3 separate regions of the Mus musculus genome follow, and all the other regions are linked to region 3. The links are chromatin contacts, called in public HiChIP or PLAC-seq and promoter capture Hi-C maps. All regions are on one chromosome and are shown on one strand. Each heading gives the region's core, a stretch centred on a gene start, on an enhancer-like site or on the middle of the called end of the contact. The rest is flanking DNA. Distances are from core to core; before and after follow the strand shown.

Region 1 (4,201 bases), core at 1,656-4,155, 170 kb after region 3:
GACAAGCCAGTTATCACGTGTTCCACACAAAATGCTGCCTTATACTCCAAAGTCCCAAATTAGGACTAAGGTCCTACACGATCACAAGTCCTGCCTCCTCATCTCCACCTTCATCTAATACCACTCTCCCTTTCAAATGTCTTGGTGCGGGACCCAGTCTGTAGAAACTAACACCCGTCCCTTTGAAAGCAACTTCCTTCTACCCTTCCTGTAAATTCCAATACCTTCCCTGTTCTATGTGGTAACCATTTGTCTCTCATCCATCATACCACTAAACTTATACTCCTAAAAAAAAAAAAAAAAAAAAAAAAAAAGGACCAATACGGTCTATTCACTGAAGACCAAAAGCAAGTTTCAATAATAACAGTAATAATGTTTATTGTTGTTTGTTTGAGACAGGGTCCCACCGTATAGCCCTGGCTGGCCTGAAACTCACTGTATAGAACAGAAGTCTCACCTATCTCTGTCTCCCATGCACAGAGACTAAATGCCTGTGCCACCACACGTGGCTTTGCTGTTTTTGATGGAGCATCTCACCAGGTAGTTCAAACTGGCCTCAAGCCCATGATTCTCCTGCCTCTGCAGCTAAGGGCAGAGATTACATGCAAACACTACCACGGCTGCTTAAGTTATTTTTGTTGTTGATGTTTTATTTTTTAGGACAGAGTTTCTCTGTCCAGCCTTATCAGTTATAGAACTCACTCTGTAAACCAGGCCATCCTCAAACTCAAAGTAATCAGACTCCCAAGTGCTGGGGTTACAGGCGTATGCTATTACCTTGCCCGGCAAGAAGTTGTTGTTATTGTTATTTCTTTTTTTTTTTTTTTTGCCGTCGTACTTTTATTCACATCATGTATTGTTATTTCTATTAATGGTTTTTTCAAGACAGAGTTTCTCTATATAGCTCTGGCTGTCTTGGAACTCACTCGGTAGACCAGGCTGGCCTTGAACTCTGAAATCAGCCTGCTTCTGCCTCTCGAGTGCTGGGATTCAAGGCGTGCACCACCACTGCCTGGCTAAGAAATTATTTTTTGGCTAAGAAATTATTTTTTGCAATAAAACTCTCAAGGTGGGGCTAGAAAGATGGCTCAGCAGTTAAGAGCACTGATTGCTCTTCCAAAGGTCCTGAGTTCAATTCCCAGCACCCACATGGTGGCTTACAACCATTTGTGATGGGATCTGATGCCCTCTTCTGGTGTGTCTGAAGACATCTACAGTACACTCATATAAATGAATTAAATAAATCTTTAAAAAGGAAAAAAAACAAAAACAAAACAAAACAAAAAAACTTCCAAGGCTTCCCCCACATCAATTAATTAACAGGCCAAATTTTTGTATCCAAATGGAATGTTAAGAATCTCTGCAGCTTGAGGTGGAAGAATTAACAGTAAAAGAGCGACCCCAGGAATGAACTATCCTAAACCTCTGAATGATAGTGACCAAAGAGGCATCCAGAATGCCTAGTGTCTTAATTTGAGCTTCAAACAGTTCCACAATACCAGACATTTTACAACAACACCAGCAGGGCAAAGCAAAACAATCAATGGCATAGGTAGACGATCTGGAAACTATCACAGAATCCCAGTGGTCCTAGCCTTACTCCTACAGTCATCCTATGTACAGCCTAGAGCCATGTTCCATGCTGGACACGGTGACATCTGCCTTCAATCCCAGCTCTTTGGAGGCAGAGGCATGGGGATCCCTATCGGTTAAAGGGCAGCCCGGTCTACAGAGCTAAATCCAGGGCAAAAATGCCCACACAGGGAAACTGTCTCAGTTAAAAAGTCACATTCCAAATGCTAGTCCCTCTATCCAGCACTGTCAATGAAGGGGCAGAGGAAGGAAAGAAGTCAAACTCCATATGATATTATCCTGGGATGTTACTCACCCCAAATAGACCCTTTTGTCATGACGGAACTTCCTGTTGGTCATGTCTCCATGGTCTCGAATGATCTTCCTGACATGTTCTGGTGGCATGTCTTCCTTCTGAGCATCCACAAACCCAAATTTCCGCTTCTCTGCATATCGCTTGGCCTGCAACTGCTGCCATTTTCGAGCTAGAAAAGCACCTCAGCTTAAAGGGCTGCACACATTTACCCTAATTATCCCTAACTCTTGCCCTGGGGCAACCCTCGGCATGCTGTGAAGAGAAATACTCACTGCCAAGTATCCTGCCATTTTACTACCCCAAACCACCTGATATTTTTGCTATAGATGTTTTGGGGAGGGTTGTTGTCTAATTCCTACATAGTAATGCAAACCCTATAAGGAAACAGGTTTTATCGTCATTGATGCATTTTACACACACACACGTACACAATAAGCTCCTGCAAAATAACAGGCACTTCCAAACTTTCAATGATTGGACTCAATTTTTAAAAATGTAAATACTGCTAATAAGCACACCCCTGATGACCTGCCTATGGAGGGAAGAAATGAAACCCGCCTACACGTTCGAGCCCGCGCACGCCGTTCCCGTTCGCCTCTCACCTTTCTCCTGCAGCTTCTCCTCTGACATATAATCCGGCAGCGGGGCTAGAGGGCCGGGCACCGGGTTACCCGGCCCTCGGTAAGGAAACACTCCGGCCATGCCGGGAGAATCTGGGATAGAGAGGCAGGCCAAAACTAATGAGCTAGGCCCGGGCCCACAAGGGGCAGATGGAACACGTCCGGAGCCCCCTGGCCTGCACTCTAGCCGGGCTGAGCGCTCGGGACCCGGGCCTGGCGCAGCTCCTCGGGCCGCTCGGCCCACTCGATTACCTTGCGCTCAGCCTCAGACGCCCACCACCCACCTGTCGCCCCTCACTCAGGTAGCGGCTAGGCTCGCAGAGCAATGGCGGAAAGACGACGTCCGCTCCGCGTTCCCAACTCCAGGAAGTGCGCAACCAGGCTCAGAAGCTCATCCAATAGACGCCGAGATGCTCTGATGGATTAGCGACATCTCCAATTGACGTTGCAGCCCGAGCCGGAGAGGCGGGTCTAAAAGCGGATTTCAGGGCGAGGGGTGTGGTCAGGGTAGGCTCACGCCCCGCCTTCTGCCAGTCAGTTTAGGAGCCCTCTCTAATAGATCTGACATTTAATTGGCTATTGATATTGTTCCTCAAAAGCCAAAGCCATACAATTTTAATAAGTTTGCGTACGTTGCACATTTCCCCTATATTTATTCTCATGAATTCAGAGCTGATATGTAGTACTAACTCCTACTCAATGAATCCTTTGTTCTTCTATTCCTTCATTACATTACTGTTAATAGTGGTAACTATGTACCAAAGAGTCAAATAACTCTTGGACCATCCAAGGCAGAAGGAAGGCTGGCAAAAATGTATGATGATCTGGGATGGGAATGTACTTCAGTTTGTACAGGAGGCCCTTGGTTCATTCCATTTCTGGCAATGCATAGACCTGTAGGATCTCAGCACTGGTGGGGGGTGGGGGGTGGGGGTGGAGGGGCGGGAGGTTAAAGGCAGAATAGTCATAAATTCAAAGTCTGGTCCTGGAAAGAGGACTAAACGATTAAGAGCTTTAGCTGTTCTTCTAGAGAACCTGGTGTGATCCCCAGCACATGGTGCCTCACGACTGTCCGAAACTCTGATTCTAGGGGGATCTGAAAACCCTCTTCTGCCCTCTGTAGATACAGAACACACATGGTGCACATACATACATGCAACCCAAACAACCCATATACATAAAATATTTTTTTTTCAAAAAGACATTCAAATTCTTCCTCGGCTATATAGTGTTTACCAAACCTCAAAAACAAAACAAAACAAAACAAAACAAAGAATCATTAATGTTTTGCCTTCATGTATGTCTGCCCACCACGGACATGCCTGGTACCCAGGGAGATTAAAAGAAGACATTAGCTCCCCTGGAATGGAGATAGGTATGATCTACCACTTGGGTGCTGGGAACCTGGGTCCCCTGCAAAAGCAGTAAATCTTTTTAACCCCTAAGCTGTCTCTCCCAACGCCTAAAGATTCTTGTAACACAGCATGATGAGCACTGGCAAGCATAGCATGGTAATCTGACTTCAGGGCGCCAGATTTTGAGCTTAATGCTTGATTATTAGAAGTAACGTACTAGATTTAATGCCTGGAGCTTCAAGCAACAAAATTAACTGAAGAATAAAAATAAAAACCCTGCCAGCCATGATGGTAATCCCAGAACTTGAGAGGCAGAGGCAGGTGATCTCTGTGTTTTC
Region 2 (4,074 bases), core at 1,041-3,540, 150 kb after region 3:
GAGAGCAGGAGCCACGAGCCATCCTCATCCTCACTAGGATAAAGAAATGAAAGGGCTGTATATCAGGGCCTAAGGGATACTATGAGTCCAGCTTGTGTGGAACCTCCTGAAGGACTTTCAGGAACATCAGGGGAGGATGGAGTGACTACAGAGGCCTCAGGGCTGGAGAGGGGACAGTGAGGGGATCAGGGACTCTTTATAACCAGGCAGACAACAGCCCCTCACAAGACTGCATAGCTTCCTTTAGTAAAGAGATCCAGCCAAGGAAGGAAACATGAGTCTGGAGAAGTAGCATGGACAGTTTCTTCAGCAGGAGGCATAGCAGCCGGGGCAAGCGGGAGCAGTGGATTCCAGAGGAAAGGACGGCAGCTGGAGAGCAGGCTGAGTGAGGTGCCAGGCACAGCTAAGTTGTATCACTGGGCACAGCAGAACTGCAGCAGGCCAAGGGGTTCGTTTGGTGAGCACAGAGGCAGGATCTTACCTGCTCTCTGCTTCTTCAGGTGTCCCTAACATCTTGGCCTTGATCTTCCTCCTCTGTTTCTTGACTGCCACCTTCATGGCTTCAAGCAGAAGCCCAGGAACACGGTGATCTGTGAGCAGCTCTCTAGAGAAGCAGGAAGGGAAGAAAGTGGGAAGGCCAACAGGAGGTGTCAATCAAGTACCTGAGCTCTGCTCACTGTTTCCCCTGGAAACCCGTGAAAGCTCTATACCGCCAACACCTCTGAAATGAGCTTAGATGGCCCCTCCTAAGGATAAGGCTTGCTGCTTCAGTTTGGTGACCCCTGGTGCTGCCCTGTTTGAGTGAGGTTCCAGAAGGGCAAGGACTGTGGAAGTTACTTCTTCCCAGTGCCTGAGCAGGACCCTGGCAATTGTCACTGCTGATCTATAAACGATCCAAAAAATAAGGTGGGGTGACCAGGAACAGGCATCCTGGCTTCCAGTCCCTCACCGCTGGAAGTACGCCAACTCCTCCTTGAGCAAGAACACGTTGGCTTTGAGCTCATTCCGCTCCTGAAGGATTTGCTTAAGCTCTTCCCTGCTGAATCCACACTGGACAGCTTCTGGAAGGTTCCCTGGCTGCTTCTGAGTATCCACCTGTACAAGGTCAGGAATGGTCAGAGAGCAGTCTGTCTTAGCTCTTCCCTAAGTCCCAGCGCTCACAATAATATTATGGGAAGTGTCTGCTGGGAAAACTTAGAGGACAAAGTTGCTGCTACATAGGTGTACATAGCACACAACTGCTGTTGCTACCTTCCAACTTCCTGGGTACCTTCTATACTGCATGGTACATCCATGCCAGGTAAACCCAGGCTGGGTCATCAACTGCTGAATGCTGTGAGCTCTGGGATGTATTTTGACTTCGCTCCGTCTCTTACCGGGTCATCTGAGGTTGCCGCATCAGGTTCCAAGCTCTGTTCTTTAGCCAGCTGGCTGGAGCCATCCTGAGCTATCTGGCGCTCCCTCTCCCGGTCCTGGGCGGCCCTCAACTGGGTCTGCACTGCAGCCAGCTTGTGCCGCAGCTCAGAGTTGATCAGCAGGAGGCGCTGTAGCTGTTCCTGCAGCTAGGGGGTGGAGCGAGAGAGCTAGGGGCGGGGCTCCGAGGGCCGTAGCGGCCCCACCCCACTCCGCCTGGCCCCGCCCTCACCGCTTCGGTCTCTTGGCTTCGGCGCTGCAGATCTCGGTTGTGTGCCCGAAGCTCATCCCGCTGTCTGTCTGTCACCTCCTTGAGCTGTCGGAGCAGCGCGCGCTCCTCTGAGGAAGGGGTGTCTTTAGCACTACCGATCTCTGGGGTACGCAGGCCCCGGCTGCCCCCAGCTCGCTCTGCTCCGGTGGGACCCTCACTCACCCTGCGGCCCGGAGCCTAGCTCCTGGCGGAGGCGTTGGTTCTCCTCGCGCAGCCGCCGCAGCTCCACTTCTGCCTGCTGTGCGGACACCTGCAGCTGGGGGAGCCAGGGGTCTCAGGGTTAGGCCTGCCGGCTCTCAGGGGTAAAAGGAGGAGCCGGTGACTCACCGAGTCCGGAGCCGGCCCCACGGCGGCCTTTTCCAAGAGCTCCAGCGCCCGCACGACTAGTGGCACCAGCCCAGCCGCCGCGTCGGGTCCGAAGCGGCGTGCCAGCCCCTGTAGCTCAGTGCCCAGAGCCCCCGCTAGATGGTACACGAGCTCGGCGGCTGACCCTGCGCCCACTGAAGAAGAGGCCTGACTGGGTAGCCTGGGCGCTGCCCTCCTGGGCTCCATTTTTTCCTCTCTTAAGGTCAAAAGCCACCCACACCCTTAACTGGTGCAGGAAAAAGCTTAACAGTTCCGGCCCAGGAAGTTTAGGGCCATAAGGGGCGGGGTAGAAGCAACCCGGGAGGAACAAATAGGGAAAAAGGCCCTGGAGTGGGAGAGTGCTCTGGGCTCCCTGTGCCCTACAAGGTCACTGGATACAGGTCGGCCAACTTCCAGGCAGGTATCCAAGAGTTGAGGACTAGAGCTGTAAGTGGTCACTTCAGGCAAGCCCTCCCCATAGCGCCTGACCCGGGCTCCACCCCTGGACTTGGCTGCCAAGAGGTGAAAGACTGAAGGTCAGCAAACAGCCTCTACTGGACTGCAGGGACAGTCACTTAAGTATGTTCCCCCACTAGGAACCACACAGTTTACAAAAATGAACGAGACCGGGCACTACAGCTATAGGAGGACCACACAGTCCAAGAAGTGATGTTGAAAATAGGTAGACTCCAAGTACTTTTACAGAGAAACCAGCAAATATGCTCAAAGTAATAAGCCAGCCCCAACTCAGCTCCCTGAGTCTAGGGAGCCTCTAAGCCTCCAGCGGAGAAGGCCTCAAGGCTCTGAAGGCAGGGCCCAGTACCTTGCTGTCAACTGCCCAAGCTAGTCCCCAATCCTCAAACGCCTATGCCCAGAATTTGACCTCATAACAGCAAGAAAACAAAAGCACTATTTATAAAATTTATTACATTTTGTTCAGGATTACAATCTATCAACAACACAAGCACAGAACGCAAAGGGGCTGACTGCTGAATGTCAGCAGCTTGTCTGGGGAGGGCGTTCAAGAGGCTCCAGGCTTTGGGGATCTGAAGCAGAAGGAAGTAACTAGGCATAGAGGTCCTCTCTGTCTGCAGAGTAGACCTCACCCTCCTGCAGAAGGGCGAAGTTGAGGAAGTGGGAGGGCCTGTGGACCTCATGGTAGAATTCCTTGGGGTTTGCCAGCTGCAGCTCGTATTTCATGTTGGGATCATGTCGAACACCTAATGGGAGGGGAAACATCAGAAGTTAATAAGGTTCTGCCTGCCTCACCCAGCCTGGGCCCCTGGACCGTTTCCAAGGCAGCCAGACCTCAAGATGACAAGATGACCAAGCATGCTGGTCACCTGTCTCTACCCCACACTTCCTAGGCACACACAACCACGTACCCATAAAGTTGTAGTTCCAGGAGGACTGGGCGGGGACCATGAAGAAGCCGAGGAATCGGTCAGACAGGAGCATCTGAACCCTCTCGTAGTGCGAGGGTAGGTAGCCTTTGGGGTTGTTGCCTTTGTCTGTGTTCTGCCGGCCCCACTCATACCCACTGGGTGTCAGCTTGTAGGCTGTCAGTGTGCAGGAGCCTGGTGTGAAGCTGGGGTGGGGGGGACAGGGACAGGGTAAGCGCTCAAGCCACCAATCCAGGTCCTGGCCTGCAATGCCTGCTCTATAATATTTCCACCCAAGAGGCCCACACCAACCTGCACGTGATGATAATAGTCTTCTCCCCATCCCAAGATGGGTTGTCAGCCATGATTTTGGCATGAGTGGTGACATCTTGGGGTGATAGCTGGGGGGATTCATTGGGCTGAGTGTGGATCCAACCTAAGGGTTCCATCTCCTGTAGGCAAACAGCAATAAAGAGATGTTCAACCCATCTGCAGACAAATGTCCCCCATTAGGGTAGCACGACAGTGAGTGCACTCCCAGGCTCCACCACCACTAACCTTGAGGTACTCATGCTGGGGCAGCTGGCTGGGCAGGTGCACAGTCTGGTGCGTGCCCCACTGCGGCACCATCACAATACAACGGATCTCCTTCACCTGAGGGTT
Region 3 (4,230 bases), core at 546-3,045:
GTAGATCTGTAGGTCTCGGTAGGGATTGACAGAGACTAGGACAGGACCGATGTAGGTCTGGGGGTTGGGGGGGTGGGGGAGAAGGGTCAGAGGCTTTTCCTGAAGGTTCCTGCTGCCACCTTCCCCTAGGTCCTTGGGCCCAGCCGTGCTCATGGCACTCACATAAATGAGGTTCTCCCGGAACCGCCGCCGGAGGTTCTCAATGAAGGCAGCCTCACTGGTGAAATTCTCCAGCAGGACAAAGTCCTGCACCCCTACCCGGTCTCGGGCAGTCAAGGCGCTCTCCATGGTCACTCGAACCCCGTCACTGCCCAGGGCCTGTGAGGAACCAGCCACAAGACGCTGTCAGAGTCTGCAGGTTAAAGTCTCGTTTCCTACCCTGCCTGCAGGATGTAGAAGGCAGGGACACTTTGGACACAGGCTACAGAACATGTTCCGGACATATGGCTGGGTTGCAGGATGCTGGAATGCAGATAAGAGACCCTATGGGACATATGGACCATGCACACAGCCCATAGGAGCACAAAGGGCCCAGCAGACACTGAACGACTGCATGGAATCCAGGGCAGCGGCATTTTGAGTTGAGGAAGGTGGGACATGACAAGGAGCTCCTAGGAACGGCAGAAAGAATGCTGGTGTTGACCTTGGACAAACCTCCTCCTTTCTCAGGACTGCTTCCTCTTCAGAGAACAGGAGTGGGTTAGTTCAGGTGACCTCAAATCCCAGCTACGTGTTACAGGTGCTTTGGAGGACAAACGGTTCAGAGGGAATTCTGCAGACAGGGAGGGGCCATCTCTCCAACTCCCATCCACCCCAAATTCCCAGAAGTAGAAGTTGTTTAGGGATCAAGCCAGAGCTCACGTCCTAGGAGAGGGTTTCCCCATGGGCCACCACCTCAGCTGGACTTGATGCCCACCCCAGAAGCGGGTGGCCTGCCCTCCCTCAACTGGAGCCACTCCCTCCTCTCCAGCTGCTAGGCTTCCCCCCCCGCCCCCCCTCCTCCCGCAGCTCCTCCACCGTTGAGAAGCCTCAGGAGGTGGAGGGTTCTCCCAGGGGAAACCCAGCTGCCACCCAAGGGTGGGGCAGGTACAGGCTTAGCTAGACCCTCAAGCCGCGTCTTAAGCAGAGCTTTCCTTTCAAAGAGGGCCTGCAGATCTAGAAAATGCTGGGGTAGGGGGGTGTCAAGGAAGAGGAAGGTACTGGGAGCCGCTGTAAATTCCAGGGAGGTCACCAAGTCTCCCCTGACCCTGGTTTCTAGCCCTAGTTGCTCAGTTCTCTGCTTCTCCGTCACCCCTCAAGTCCAGGGCCTGTCTCCCTCAGACCTGCCCACCCCTGACCCACCCAGCCCGAAGCTGCTGCCAAACACCACCGCAGCCAACGCCCCCTGGTCCTCAAGTGGGAGGGGTCTTAGCCATCACCAGGGGCGACCACATGGTCCTGGGTTCGAGCGTTCTGCAGCCCTCTCCGCCTCGGCCTCCTGTTCTAGCAACTTTCAGGGACATCTTCCACCGAAATTCCTGGGCCGCGCCCGCTTCAAGGCCGGCCCTGGAGCGCCGCGGGCCACCGAGAGATACCCTGGACCCCAAACCTGCCCGCGCCCATGCTCACCGATGCCCGGTAGCGCATCCTGCCGGACCCGGCGCCCCGCTCCGCTGCCCGCGCCTCTTGGTCTGTACTCGGCCGCGGCGTAACCGAGGGAGGGGCCAGCCCGCCCCCTGCACCGCCCCTTGCAGGCCCCTTGGCTCAGGGGGCTCGGAGTCCCGACCCTAGGACCCACTGCAGCCGGCCTGGCCGGGCTGGGTGGGAGGGGGTTCGGGACCTAAGAGGGGGCGCGCGAGGGGCGGGGCCTCCTGCGTGCCGCGGGCTCCGCCTGAGTCAGGTTTTCCAGGAGGAACGTCGTTAGTTCCAGGGTGGGGCCCGGAACCCGCGCGGCCGCCGCGTCTACACAGCTCCGGAACTCACTTCCGGGCTCGTGTCTACAGCACGGGGCTGGACACCCCGCGCGAGACGAGGGCTGAAGCCCGTGGGTCACCGGGGAAGCAGGATTTCTCTCCCCACCCCCAACCTCGAGTCCCGGGAAAGTTAAAAATAGAACGAAATGTCCAAATACGGCCGGCGCCCCGGGACAGGCGGAGCCTCTGTACGGGACACTGTCCACCCCCATACACACTCCCAAAGGACTGGCTCCATTCTTTAAATCCTTAGAAAAGAAATTGTTTGAGACAGGGTCTCTTTACGGAGCCCAATCTGGCCTGGAACTCAAGATGCCTCCTGCCTCAGCCTCCTGAGTACTAAGATTACAAACTTGTGCCAAGAGAGCCAGAAGAGAAACATCTCTTGAAAGATCTCTTCCCTAGCTAAGAAACAAATCCTAGGGTCAGAGCAGGGTGCCCTTTTTGACCCAGCATGACCCCTAAAGAAGCCTGTTTGCCGAGTAGGCAGCACCCTTCTGACTTTCCTACGTGTGCAGCCAATAACCTTATGTTCCAGCCTGAATATCCTCCGGACTCAGTGCCCTGCCCCATGGGCTCCTCTCCTCTCTTCCCTTCTTTCTCTTCCCTCTGGATCTCCGCTCTTCCCTGAACACAGGCCATCAGCTGTCTTCCTTGTCTGTCCAGCACCCTCGCTGGTTCTCTGACGACATCAGCCCTTTTTAGGCCCGAGAAGAGTGTGTGAGAGGAGTGGAGTGGACTTTGGGTCAGTTGCCACCTCTTGTGGCATATGGATGTCTACGGTAAAACAAAACAACAACAACAAAACCAGCCTGGCCTTTGCTTACTAGCAGGATGATGATCATGAGTAAGTGCCTTAAGAGGCCGATTGGCTGATACTTGCCAGAATTGTTGGGTTGCCTGAAATGAAGCACTGACCAAGCCATCAACACCACTACTACCCTCTTCCTCTTTCATTCTACACGCACTGAGGGACTTGGGGGAGAGTCCAATCTTCTTGTCTAGTGAAGAAAGCGTCCGCCCCTATATCTACCATTTGCAAAGGGTTCTCAAGTGCCTTATCTATTCCTCGCCCTTTGTAAGGAACCTGAAGCATATACCGAGGGTATACACTTGGTCTAGGGAGGATAGGGGGAGTAAGAACCCAAAGCACCAAAGCGCCCCACCCCTTGGACGGGGACTCCCTGGGGAGGAGGTGAGTCTGCGACAGGTGCTGCCTTGCGGCCTCAAGGGGAAGGATGGTTCATTACTTCGTGAACAACAGCTCGAGCCACAACCCGGGGGTGGGGGTGGTGTGCGGCGCCAGCTGGGGAACGAAGCCCTTTGGAGCGGGCCAGGGGAATGGGTGCTGCAGGTGGAAGATGGGTGAAAGACAGGGCAAAGGGGAGCGCCCTTTACGATGCCCCCAGGTTTAAAAGCATAGAGAGGATACGACCTTCAGTCCACCCCAGAGCATTAGAAGACCTGAGGTGGGAGAGCTTGGAGTCCCCAGCACTAGCATGGGCTCGCTCCCCTCCCCCTACCGCGGCCTCATTGAGCTCCCTCTCCAGCCAGAGGAGTCTTGGTGGGAGGAGCGCACTGAAAGGGGAGGGGCTTCGAGGCCGCAGTGCCCGCCCTGCCCCGCCCCGTCCCGCCCCGCCGCGTCAAGCGGCTGGAATGAGGGGAATCCGCGCGTGGAGGGGTCCGACGGACTTCACCCATCCCGAGCGGCGCAGCCGCATTCCTAGGATGCCCGCTGGCGCCCCCGCAGCCACCGCCCCGCATCGGAAGGAGGGCGTGTAGCCGCCGCCCTCCGGGCCTGAGGCCAGCCACAGTCCCGGCATCTACTTCTAGCCTGCTCCACCTCTCTGGACAGGAGCGTGAGTCCAGAGAGGGGAAGTGAAGTGAGGAACCAAGGGTGTGAGGGACACCGCCATGCCAGGCGCTTCCTGTGTTCTTAGCTTATGTCACTCCCGTCAGTGCCGGACGTACCACCATGAGTTATGTTGTTATCCTATTTTAGAAGGGGGAACTGAGAGTAGGTAGGTGAGAAGCCTTGTTCGTTCAAGATTTCTAGACTTGTACGAGGAATGGAACTGAAACCCAGGACCGCTTTGAAACAACTAAGGTAGTGCTGCTCTGATCCCTCCCAACAGTTAACAGGACTGCACAGTTTTCCTCAGTGACCTAGGACAGAAACCTGTGTAGTGTGACCACTGATGTTTAGGGGTGGCAACTGGGGAACACTCGAGGACCCCACAGCATGGCCCTGGGCTTAAGGTTGGCTTCAGGCTAGAGT

Evidence for each region. HiChIP or PLAC-seq counts read pairs in DNA pulled down with a chosen protein or histone mark. Capture Hi-C pulls out chosen DNA fragments and counts their contacts.
Region 1: an H3K27ac HiChIP or PLAC-seq map of extraembryonic endoderm stem cells shows a contact between it and region 3. The contact joins the promoter of Prpf8 here to the promoter of Myo1c in region 3. A contact is called at or near these places in 3 of 39 promoter capture datasets (the HPC-7 cell line, neural stem cells and pre-B cells), 2 of 484 Hi-C or Micro-C datasets (both in embryonic stem cells), 4 of 115 datasets of contacts at active chromatin or transcription factors (embryonic stem cells, epiblast stem cells, extraembryonic endoderm stem cells and 1 more) and 3 of 9 other capture datasets (adipose tissue, liver and pancreatic islet).
Region 2: a promoter capture Hi-C map of adipose tissue shows a contact between it and region 3. The contact joins the promoter of Rilp here to the promoter of Myo1c in region 3. A contact is called at or near these places in 5 of 39 promoter capture datasets (embryonic stem cells, liver, macrophages and 2 more), 11 of 484 Hi-C or Micro-C datasets (the G1E-ER4 cell line, bone marrow-derived macrophages, embryonic stem cells and 3 more), 7 of 115 datasets of contacts at active chromatin or transcription factors (bone marrow-derived macrophages, embryonic stem cells, epiblast stem cells and 4 more) and 3 of 9 other capture datasets (adipose tissue, liver and pancreatic islet).

The regions. Positions count from the first base shown.
Region 1 is chr11:75,485,481-75,489,681 of GRCm38.p6, reverse strand. It overlaps Prpf8 (pre-mRNA processing factor 8), which reads right to left and starts at 2,905. Exons shown (of 42, transcript NM_138659.2): 1 at 2,491-2,905; 2 at 1,889-2,057. The coding sequence starts at 2,590.
Region 2 is chr11:75,508,310-75,512,383 of GRCm38.p6, reverse strand. It overlaps Rilp (Rab interacting lysosomal protein), which reads right to left and starts at 2,290. Exons shown (of 8, transcript NM_001029938.2): 1 at 2,012-2,290; 2 at 1,847-1,940; 3 at 1,646-1,752; 4 at 1,377-1,562; 5 at 950-1,095; 6 at 482-604; 7 at 1-33. The coding sequence starts at 2,236. Prpf8 (pre-mRNA processing factor 8) reads right to left here. Exons shown (of 42, transcript NM_138659.2): 39 at 3,970-4,074; 40 at 3,724-3,863; 41 at 3,415-3,617; 42 at 2,937-3,249. The coding sequence ends at 3,095.
Region 3 is chr11:75,653,580-75,657,809 of GRCm38.p6, reverse strand. It overlaps Myo1c (myosin IC), which reads right to left and starts at 1,795. Exons shown (of 32, transcript NM_001080775.1): 1 at 1,609-1,795; 2 at 163-318; 3 at 1-57. The coding sequence starts at 1,626.